Regions from separate parts of the Mus musculus genome. Here region 1 is linked to region 2. Evidence: chromatin contacts called from public promoter capture Hi-C data. All regions are on one chromosome and are shown on one strand. The core of a region is the stretch at or near the end of the contact, and the rest is flanking DNA. Distances in the headings are between cores, read along the strand shown.

Region 1 (4,266 bases), core at 252-2,751, 1.6 Mb after region 2:
GGAGCTGAGGCTGTCTCTACGACTAGGAGCTAGCTTTCTGGGAGACAATATTCTTAAAGGGAAGCTCAGGGACACTGAGGGAAAAGCATTCTTTGTGGCTCTCCCAATGAAGGGCTGGAAACAGGAGAGAAAGGCAGGTGCCTCAAGGCGCACCAGTAACTCCAGAGGCTCTTTGATGCTGCTGTCATCCCTAGGATAAAGGCAAGAGGGAAAACACACTCAAGTCTACTTTCATGGCACTAAAATCTAAGAAGGAATCTCTGTCAAAGGCCAGAGGGTCTTTGTGAGGCTCCAGAGACTTAGACTTCTAGCCTGAGGCTGACGGGGACAAAGTCAGATTTGGGAAACTCATTCGTTTCCCCTCTCAGCCTCGGAAACCCCAGTGAGGGAATTTCAAATGCCTGGGACTTCCAAGAAATCTCAGACTGTCAAAGCCAAGAATTAAGGCTGCTCTCAGGTATCAGAGACATTTTCTTGGTCAAAGCCATCGTAGATTGGCTGAACCTTCTGGGAGCAAAGCTAAATCGTGAGGTCCACAGCAAAGCAACTAGGAGGTGGAGAAAGGGCAGAAAGGCGGGGAAGGGATGGGGAGCAGTCCCACTAAGCTGAGCGGTCTCACACACCGAAAGAGACCGGCCCTCTCCTGGATCCCTTGAGTGGTTGCCTCTGGGGAATAGCCTGGAGCTCTGCAAGCCGCTGCACTTCTCTGAAAGGGATATCTTTCTCCAGCTTTCTCTTCTTGACCATGGGCTCCAGGTGGCAGGATGCTAGCCTGCTATCAGGGACCAGTCAGTGCACGAGCAAAGAAAGACTGCCACCCCCGGCTCTTCTCTATTGTGGGCAGGAGGCTGAGGCCCCTCACATGTCGGTTCCAGGCTGAAGCATCTGCCGTCAAAGCTCTTCTTCCCATCTCAGGTCTTTCTACTCTCCATTCCCACCCAGGCCTGTTTCGGTATTCCACCCCTGGCTGCTCTACCTCTGTCCCCAAGGCCTAATCAAGATGTCACCACAAGCTCCCACTGTCCAAGTCACGGTCTTCGCTTAGCAACACCAAGCACCCTTTCCCATCCTCCCCAAGTGTAAGGAGGAACGCCCCCTCCCCCCCCCCGCTATACACACAGCCCCCGTCCTCTCCCTCTCCTCAGGCTTGGGAGTTGTTACTGAATTGGTTCCCTAGCCCCATCACCCCCCTACCCCCCCTCCGCTAGCCGCCTTCTGCCTGAACTTACATTATCCTTCCCTTGCCGGTGAGACCCTGGGGTGCGAACGCGGCCGCCGCCTTGGAAACGGCGAGGGAGTGCGGGTGGTGTGTGCATGTCTGCGTCTCGGTGGCAGGCAGGGGTGAGCCCAGCCACTCACCTTCCAGGAAGCGTGGATTCCTGGAAGTGAGGGGAACCGCCGTCATTTCGCAGGCAGTGGCAGCCGCACGGTGAGCAGGGGCCCACGGCTGCAGCCGGCAGAACCGCTCAGCCCAGGGTGTATGTGCTGAGAGCCTCGTGTGTATGTGTGTGTGTGTGTGTGTGTGTGTGTGTGTGTGTGTGTGTGAGAGAGAGAGAGAGAGAGAGAGAGAGGGAGAGAGAGGGAGAGAGAGGGAGAGAGAGGGAGAGAGAGGGAGAGAGAGACAGGAGAGAGAGAGAGAGAGAGAGAGAGAGAGAGAGAGAGAGAGAGAGAGAGAGGGAGGGAGGGAGGCGTGGATGCGCTTGGGGAGGGGGCAGGAGAAAACGTACCAGTGTGTGTGTGTGTGTGTGTGTGTGTGTGTGTGCGCGCGCGCGCGCTAGGCTACAGCATCCCTTTTCCAAGACAGTGGAGAGGTGGGAATGGGGGTGCACAGGGAGTGGGGGTGCAGAGGGAGGGTAGGCAGATGTGTTTGCCCTCCTGCCCAACAGACAAAGAGGAGCTACAAAACAAATGCTTGAGAGGGGGGCAAGTGTATGTGTGTGTGGTGTGTGTGTGTGTGTGTGTGTGTGTGTGAGAGAGAGAGAGAGAGAGAGAGAGAGAGAGAGAGAGAGAGAGGAGAGCCGCAGGCTTGTGGGGAGGAGGAAGGGGGTGTCCCAGGGAAGGCCCAATCCTCTGCCAGCTAGGGAAGCCAAGGCCCCACAGGTCATGGGGCCCGGGACACAGGGGCAGCCTCCAGGATCTAGAAGTGGCAGAAGGCTCCTCCCCTAGCAAACTCAGGCTCCTTTCCATCTGCCTCTCCTTCTGACAATCCCCCTTCCCATCACTGACTAGTGGAGATCTGGGACCCTGAGCTTTTTCTAATCCCTGGTTGGGTCTCCCTGTCTTCCCTCTCTCCCGTGCCTCTGGGGCTCTGGCTTCAGGAGTCCTGGATGAATCCTGTCCTCTATCAGGAGAAGGCTCTTGCTCGCTTTCCTTCCAGAGGAACTGTTCACTGCTGAGCTGACCTACTTTGGAAGACTGCATTTTCTGATTCCAAGAATTTGGGATGGGAGGGGCCATGAAACTTTGGGCTGCCAATCCTTGCACCTCTCTCTCCTCAGGTTCTCTTAAATGTTTCAGGGCACCAGGATAAGCTCTGCTCCATTTGATTTGAGCAACTCAGTTTCTGTTTTCAGTGTCTGTGGTGGGTAGGGTGGAAATCTGTGCTGTAAATTAGTGGACTCTCGTTTCCCCCATTTCTTCCCATGGGAATTATCTGTACTTTTAGAAAGGAAGTTGGGGGGCGTGTGCTTTCAGAATCAGGTTCTATGAGATGGTAACATCCCTTAGTAGAACGAGAGGCCTCCTCTCTTTATCAGGTGGCCAGTGGGGGAGGCGGTGACCTGAGAAAGGGCCAGTAAAAAACCAGACACTGGGGACAACTCTCTGCTTTCGGATCAGCCCAGGAGAGGGATGGAGGTCAAAAATGGGTTCTTACATGCCCTATTATATACCCTCTTGGCCATGTCTGGCCCTGAAGGGGGCATTCTTTAGACCTAATGTCAGTGCTGCCCTGACTTTGTCTTTTTGAAGGTAGCTGCTGACATCTGGAGTTCTCAAAATACACAGGAGTGGTTTGAGTTTCTTATTCGGAGACTGTGCTGGGTCCACTTCGCATCAGGCCAGGCCTGCTTAAGCTTGGTTTCATAGCACAGTGAAGCCTCAGATATTGCCTGCTCGCGTCCAACATACTCCCGAGACACGACTGAGAAGAGCCCACGGCACATCTCCCTAGCCGCCTTCATGGCTTCTCGCTTGCCTTCCTTAGGGCAGGGATTGGATTCTATCCATCTGACAGTAACCACCCAGCACTAACAACTGGGTCCTTGGTGTTCTTGTTGCTCAACAGTGAATAAACCTGACTGAACTGGAGGTGGGAGAGTTGGCTGGTTCCTCAGAAGGGCCTCTTTCAGTTAAAACAGCCCACCTGAACTATGTCATTCTGTCCAGTATGAACTGTGTCACTCTGTGGCAGACACGACACACCTGTACCTGAGCCAGTTCCTTCAGTGTCGGTATCTTTCTGTGAGTTACCAGAGGATGAGGGTGATTCTCACGTGTGTCTGACTGATTTTACCCTCTCCATCTGTACATGTCAATAATTCCTTTGTTGGCTCCACTTTAGAGTAAACAAAATAACTCATAGTCCATTTTCACAATGGCACTCTGGCTTGCTCTACTGAGACAGACTCTTCACATTCTGTGTCAACCAGCCTTGAATTCATAATCTTCCTGCTTCTACCTCCTTGCTGTTGAGATTACAGCCATCATAATCTTTACTGTACTTTGTTGTTGTTTTGAGACAAGGTCTTGTGATATATCCTTGGCTGGCCTAGAACTACCTATGTAGATCAGGCTGGCCTAGAACTGCTTATGTAGATCAGGCTGGCCTTGAACAATACATAGAGATCTGCTTGCTTCTGCACCACCTTGCAAGACTCAACATTTCTACTTTTTAATTTTTTAAAAAAAATTATTTATTATACCTAAGTACACTGTAGCTGTCTTCAGATGCACCAGAAGAGGGTGTCAGATCTCATTACGGATGGTTGTGAGCCACCATGTGGTTGCTGGGATTTGAACTCAGGACCTTTGGAAGAGCAGTCAGTGCTCTTACCTGCTGAGTTCTTTTAACTTGAGTTTGTGCCACCATATAATTCAGGATGGCTTAGAACTCACAATCTCGCCTTAGCCTCCCACAGACTAGTATTAAAGATTTATGATATCATACCTGTTTCTTTGGCCCTGACATTCTAATAGGGTTTTGGTTTGTTTGTTTGTTTGTTTGTTTGTTTTTATCTTAAAGACTAACTTTCAAGCCAGCCTGGA
Region 2 (3,797 bases), core at 243-2,742:
CTGAGAAGAAGTTAGGGCAAAAAGACCTGTTTTCCATTTAAAATACCTCATTCAGGGAGACAGACAGACAAAGCTGTGTGGTAGCCAGCCTAGTGTGAGCTCCAAGCTAGGACTACATAGCATAGGCCCAGTTTCTGTCTTTAAAATCTCACCACTGTAATTCTAACTGCGATGTGGCAGGCAAGGGGGCAGAGTTCAAGGCCCTTCTCTGTTCACAAACTGCACTTTTTATCAAGTTGGGGGAAAACCGTCAACTTGTGTGGGTTACAGAGTAAGAACAAAGAGACGTGTTTGAGGTCCCCTGGTCCCCTTCCCAGGAAAAGCCCGCTCAGGCCCCAATCACTAAGGCCAGGATACAAAGAAGAGCAGCACTTGATGGTGGTTCGCGGCGCCCACCAGTCCTGCCACCGCGATGAGGAGAAGGAAGACTCCCACAGCAATGACTCCTCCAATGATGTGAATGCTAGACACCACACCGAGGCCCTTGCCCCAGGCAGCCACGCCAATGAGCAAAAAGCCCACAAGCTGCAAGAAATAGAAAGAATACACTTTATTCAGCCTGATGTGGTGGCTCATACCTGCAACCGCAGCACAGCGAAGTTCCAGGTTAGTCTGTGCTAGCTAGCTCGCTATACAGTGAGACCCGGTCATCGCCAAAGATTTCTAGCAATGCAGCACAGCCCAAGGCTATATTACAAGGGGACGTGGACTTGACAAGCTAAGCGCTTGAGGTGTGCAGTCAGTACTGTTCATCTCTAAGCGCACTTCCCAAGCAACTGGGAATGACTGAGAGAGAGTAGGGCAGGGTAAGTAGGTACCTAACACACAAATGGAAGCCTTGGCGTTGTCTAGTAACTCTAGTTTGGGAAGAAACTGGAGCAGAAAGTGAAGACTGGAACTATAGGCCCTCAGTCTCCAATCCACCCCTGCCCACCACCAAACAAGCCCCCTCATCACCGGAAGTCTATCTATCCTCTTCCACGGAAGTACCCAGGAATTCCCTCTTCGCCGGAAGTTTCTGGGAAGCTTCCCAGAACCCCCAGTACACCCCTCTCCACGCCGGAAGTCCCCTAGAAACTCCCCCATTCTTTCCGCCCCGGAGATTTATCCATTTCCAAAACCTCACCATATAAACCACGTTGAGAGCGCACAGCGCATTCCTGGAACAGGCAAATCCGCCGCAAACCATCTCCCCAGATCTGGGGACCCAAATGGTCCCAAGACTTGTGGGGAGGGTATCGAGGACCGTCTTGTAGGACTCCCAACCGCGTCTATCGCTTTAAATCCAAGCCACCCAAACCAATTCTCTGCGCCTGCACCGTCCCACCCCTGCTTCTGGATTGGTGAAACTCGTGGCTAATCCAAGACATCCAGGACTTCAATGCCAATCAATCTGCATTACGTCACCAGCCTGCCTCCCAGTCTTGCCCTTAGTTTCTTCATTGGAGGAAACTTAAAAAAAAAAAAAAAAGAAGAAGAAGAAGAGGAAGGCGAAAGAAAGAAAGAAACCGAGGCCAGGGTTTCTAGACAGTGTCTTAGAGACCAGAAGCTAACTAAAAAAAAAAAAAAAAAATCTTGGATTCCTGAGTACGGAATTTCGAGACTAGGAACCCGAGGAGATACTCAGGAGACTCAGGTGAACAGAAAAAAGGGGTTTCGTAGAGGTGAGAGGAAGGGGCTCTGCACCTCTAAAGGTAACCCTTTTCCGCCGATTTCCCGTGTTTCCCGATGATCTCACGTTGGTGCCATCGTTTCACTGTTATACTCTGGAACAGTCATACTCTGGAACAGCACGAGGAGCCAAATGCACTATGAAGCCCAGCTAGAGAGGATCCAAGTCGGGCGTAGCATTAGCGGGCAAATCCTCACGCATTTGTTAACTGTGTTTGCTAGTACTCACGTTCCGTTCTGCATCCCTTTCCCTGCAGTGTGGACACGCCAGAAATTCAGGTGGAAACAGTGACTTGAGGCCGGCGCATTCCTGTTCGTGACAAAACCACAGGCACAGACGCTGGTGTGCTCTACATCTTTAGAACACAAACGTGCTGGATCAGGCTTGGCACATGACGCAAAGTGGGGGCGAGTCTGGAATATGAATAAATAAGAGCCTCCATACTGTCTCTTTTTAAATTTTTATTTTTATTTTATGTGCATTGGCGGGTTTGCCTGCATGTATGTCTGTGTGAGGATGTCGTATCCCAGGAAATGTAGTGTACCCCAGGAAATGTAGTTGCAAACAGTTGTAAGCTGCCATGTGGTTGCTGGGAATTGAACCCAGGTCCTCTGGAAGAACAGCCAGTGCTCCTAATCACTGAGCCATCATCTCTCCAGCCCGGAGGCTCAATACTTTCACTCCAGTGGGTGGCTGGTCGATAACGTTATTGCATAAGCGTTTGGATACAGTGCCCTTTTAGTGGAGTGACAAACGACACTACCTTTCTCTTCCTCCTGGGCAAAGAAGCAGCTGTGGTAGGAATGAAGCCAGAGAATGCTCCCATCAGCTCCACACAGTGATTCGAGCCCACGTGTGCTCACACCCTGTGACTGCCAACAGTCTATCCGTGCTGCAGTCAAACTGCATGGGTTTGAACTTTCTGGCTCACCATCTGCACCGGCCAGGTACTTAAATCCCCTATATCTTCTTCATCTGTCAAAGAGGGAAAGACGGCCATGCAACACACCTAGCAATACTTCTTTAACAAATTCAAGATGGTCATGTGGACTAAATGAGTTAGGATATATAAGATGCTTGAATCAGTACCCAGTAGCTAGCAACGCTCAGTTATTACTGTTTAGTCCATTTTTAAAGATTTATTTATTATTATAATTAAGTACACTGTAGCTGTCTTCAGACACACCAGAAGAGAGTGTCAGATCTCATTACGGGTGGTTGTGAGCCACCATGTGGTTGCTGGGATTTGAACTCAGGACCTTCGGAAGAGCAGTCAGTGCTCTTAACTGCTGAGCCATCTCTCCAGCCCCTGTTTAGTCCATTTTTGTGGAGTCCAGTAAATCCAAGCATAACCCCTTTATCTCCAAATTAAAAAAAAAAAGTTCAAAGTTATCCTTCCTAAATCACCCTCAAGAAGATACTCTTGAGTCAGCTCCAAGATTAAGAGCACTTGGCTTCAGTTTCCAGCACCCAAATAGTGGCTCATAACCCGCCATAGCTCCAGATGGAGGCACCAGGCACACATATGGCACAACATATACATCTAGGCAATACACTCACATTAAATACATTTTTTTAAAGATTTATTCATTTATTTATTATATGTAAGTACACTGTAGCTGTCCTCAGACACTCCAGAAGAGGGAGTCAGATCTCGTTATGGATGATTGTGAGCCACCATGTGGTTGCTGGGATTTGAACTCCTGACCTTCGGAAGAGCAGTCGGGTGCTCTTACCCACTGAGCCATCTCACCAGCCCAATACATTTTTTAATTTTAATTTAATCTTATGTTTATGAGTCCCCTATCTGCATATACATCTGCATGCCAGAAGAGGGCATCAGATCTCAGTATAGATGGTTGTGAGCCACGTATGGTTGTCAGGAATTGAACTCAGAACCTCTAGAAGAGCAGCCAGTGCTCTTAACCACTGAGCCATCTCTCCAGCCCAAAATATTTTTTTTGTTGTTGTTTGTTTTGGTTTGGTTTTTGGTTTTTTTTTTGTTTTTTTGTTTTTTTTTTGTTTTGTTTTTGGCTTTTTGACAGGGTTTCTCTGTATAGCCCTGGCCGTCCTGGAACTCACTCTGTAGACCAGGCTGGCCTCAAACTCAGAAATACGCCTGCAT

The links. Promoter capture Hi-C pulls out the DNA fragments that hold promoters and counts their contacts.
Region 1: a contact with region 2 is called in a promoter capture Hi-C map of liver, with 2.6 times the contacts expected there. The contact joins the promoter of Ikzf4 here to the promoter of A730063M14Rik in region 2. A contact is called at or near these places in 3 of 39 promoter capture datasets (embryonic stem cells and liver), 3 of 115 datasets of contacts at active chromatin or transcription factors (acute myeloid leukemia, pancreatic cancer cells and regulatory T cell precursor) and 3 of 9 other capture datasets (adipose tissue, liver and macrophages).

Annotation. Positions count from the first base shown.
Region 1 is chr10:128,644,492-128,648,757 of GRCm38.p6, forward strand. It overlaps Ikzf4 (IKAROS family zinc finger 4), which reads right to left and starts at 1,502. Exons shown (of 8, transcript NM_011772.3): 1 at 1,230-1,502. The coding sequence starts at 1,316. Gm26876 (predicted gene, 26876) reads left to right here and starts at 1,393. Exons shown (of 2, transcript NR_152728.1): 1 at 1,393-1,429; 2 at 2,971-4,266.
Region 2 is chr10:127,068,989-127,072,785 of GRCm38.p6, forward strand. It overlaps A730063M14Rik (RIKEN cDNA A730063M14 gene), which reads left to right and starts at 1,493. Exons shown (of 2, transcript NR_040660.1): 1 at 1,493-1,636; 2 at 1,929-2,113. It overlaps Tspan31 (tetraspanin 31), which reads right to left and starts at 1,273. Exons shown (of 6, transcript NM_025982.4): 1 at 1,127-1,273; 2 at 358-525. The coding sequence starts at 1,189.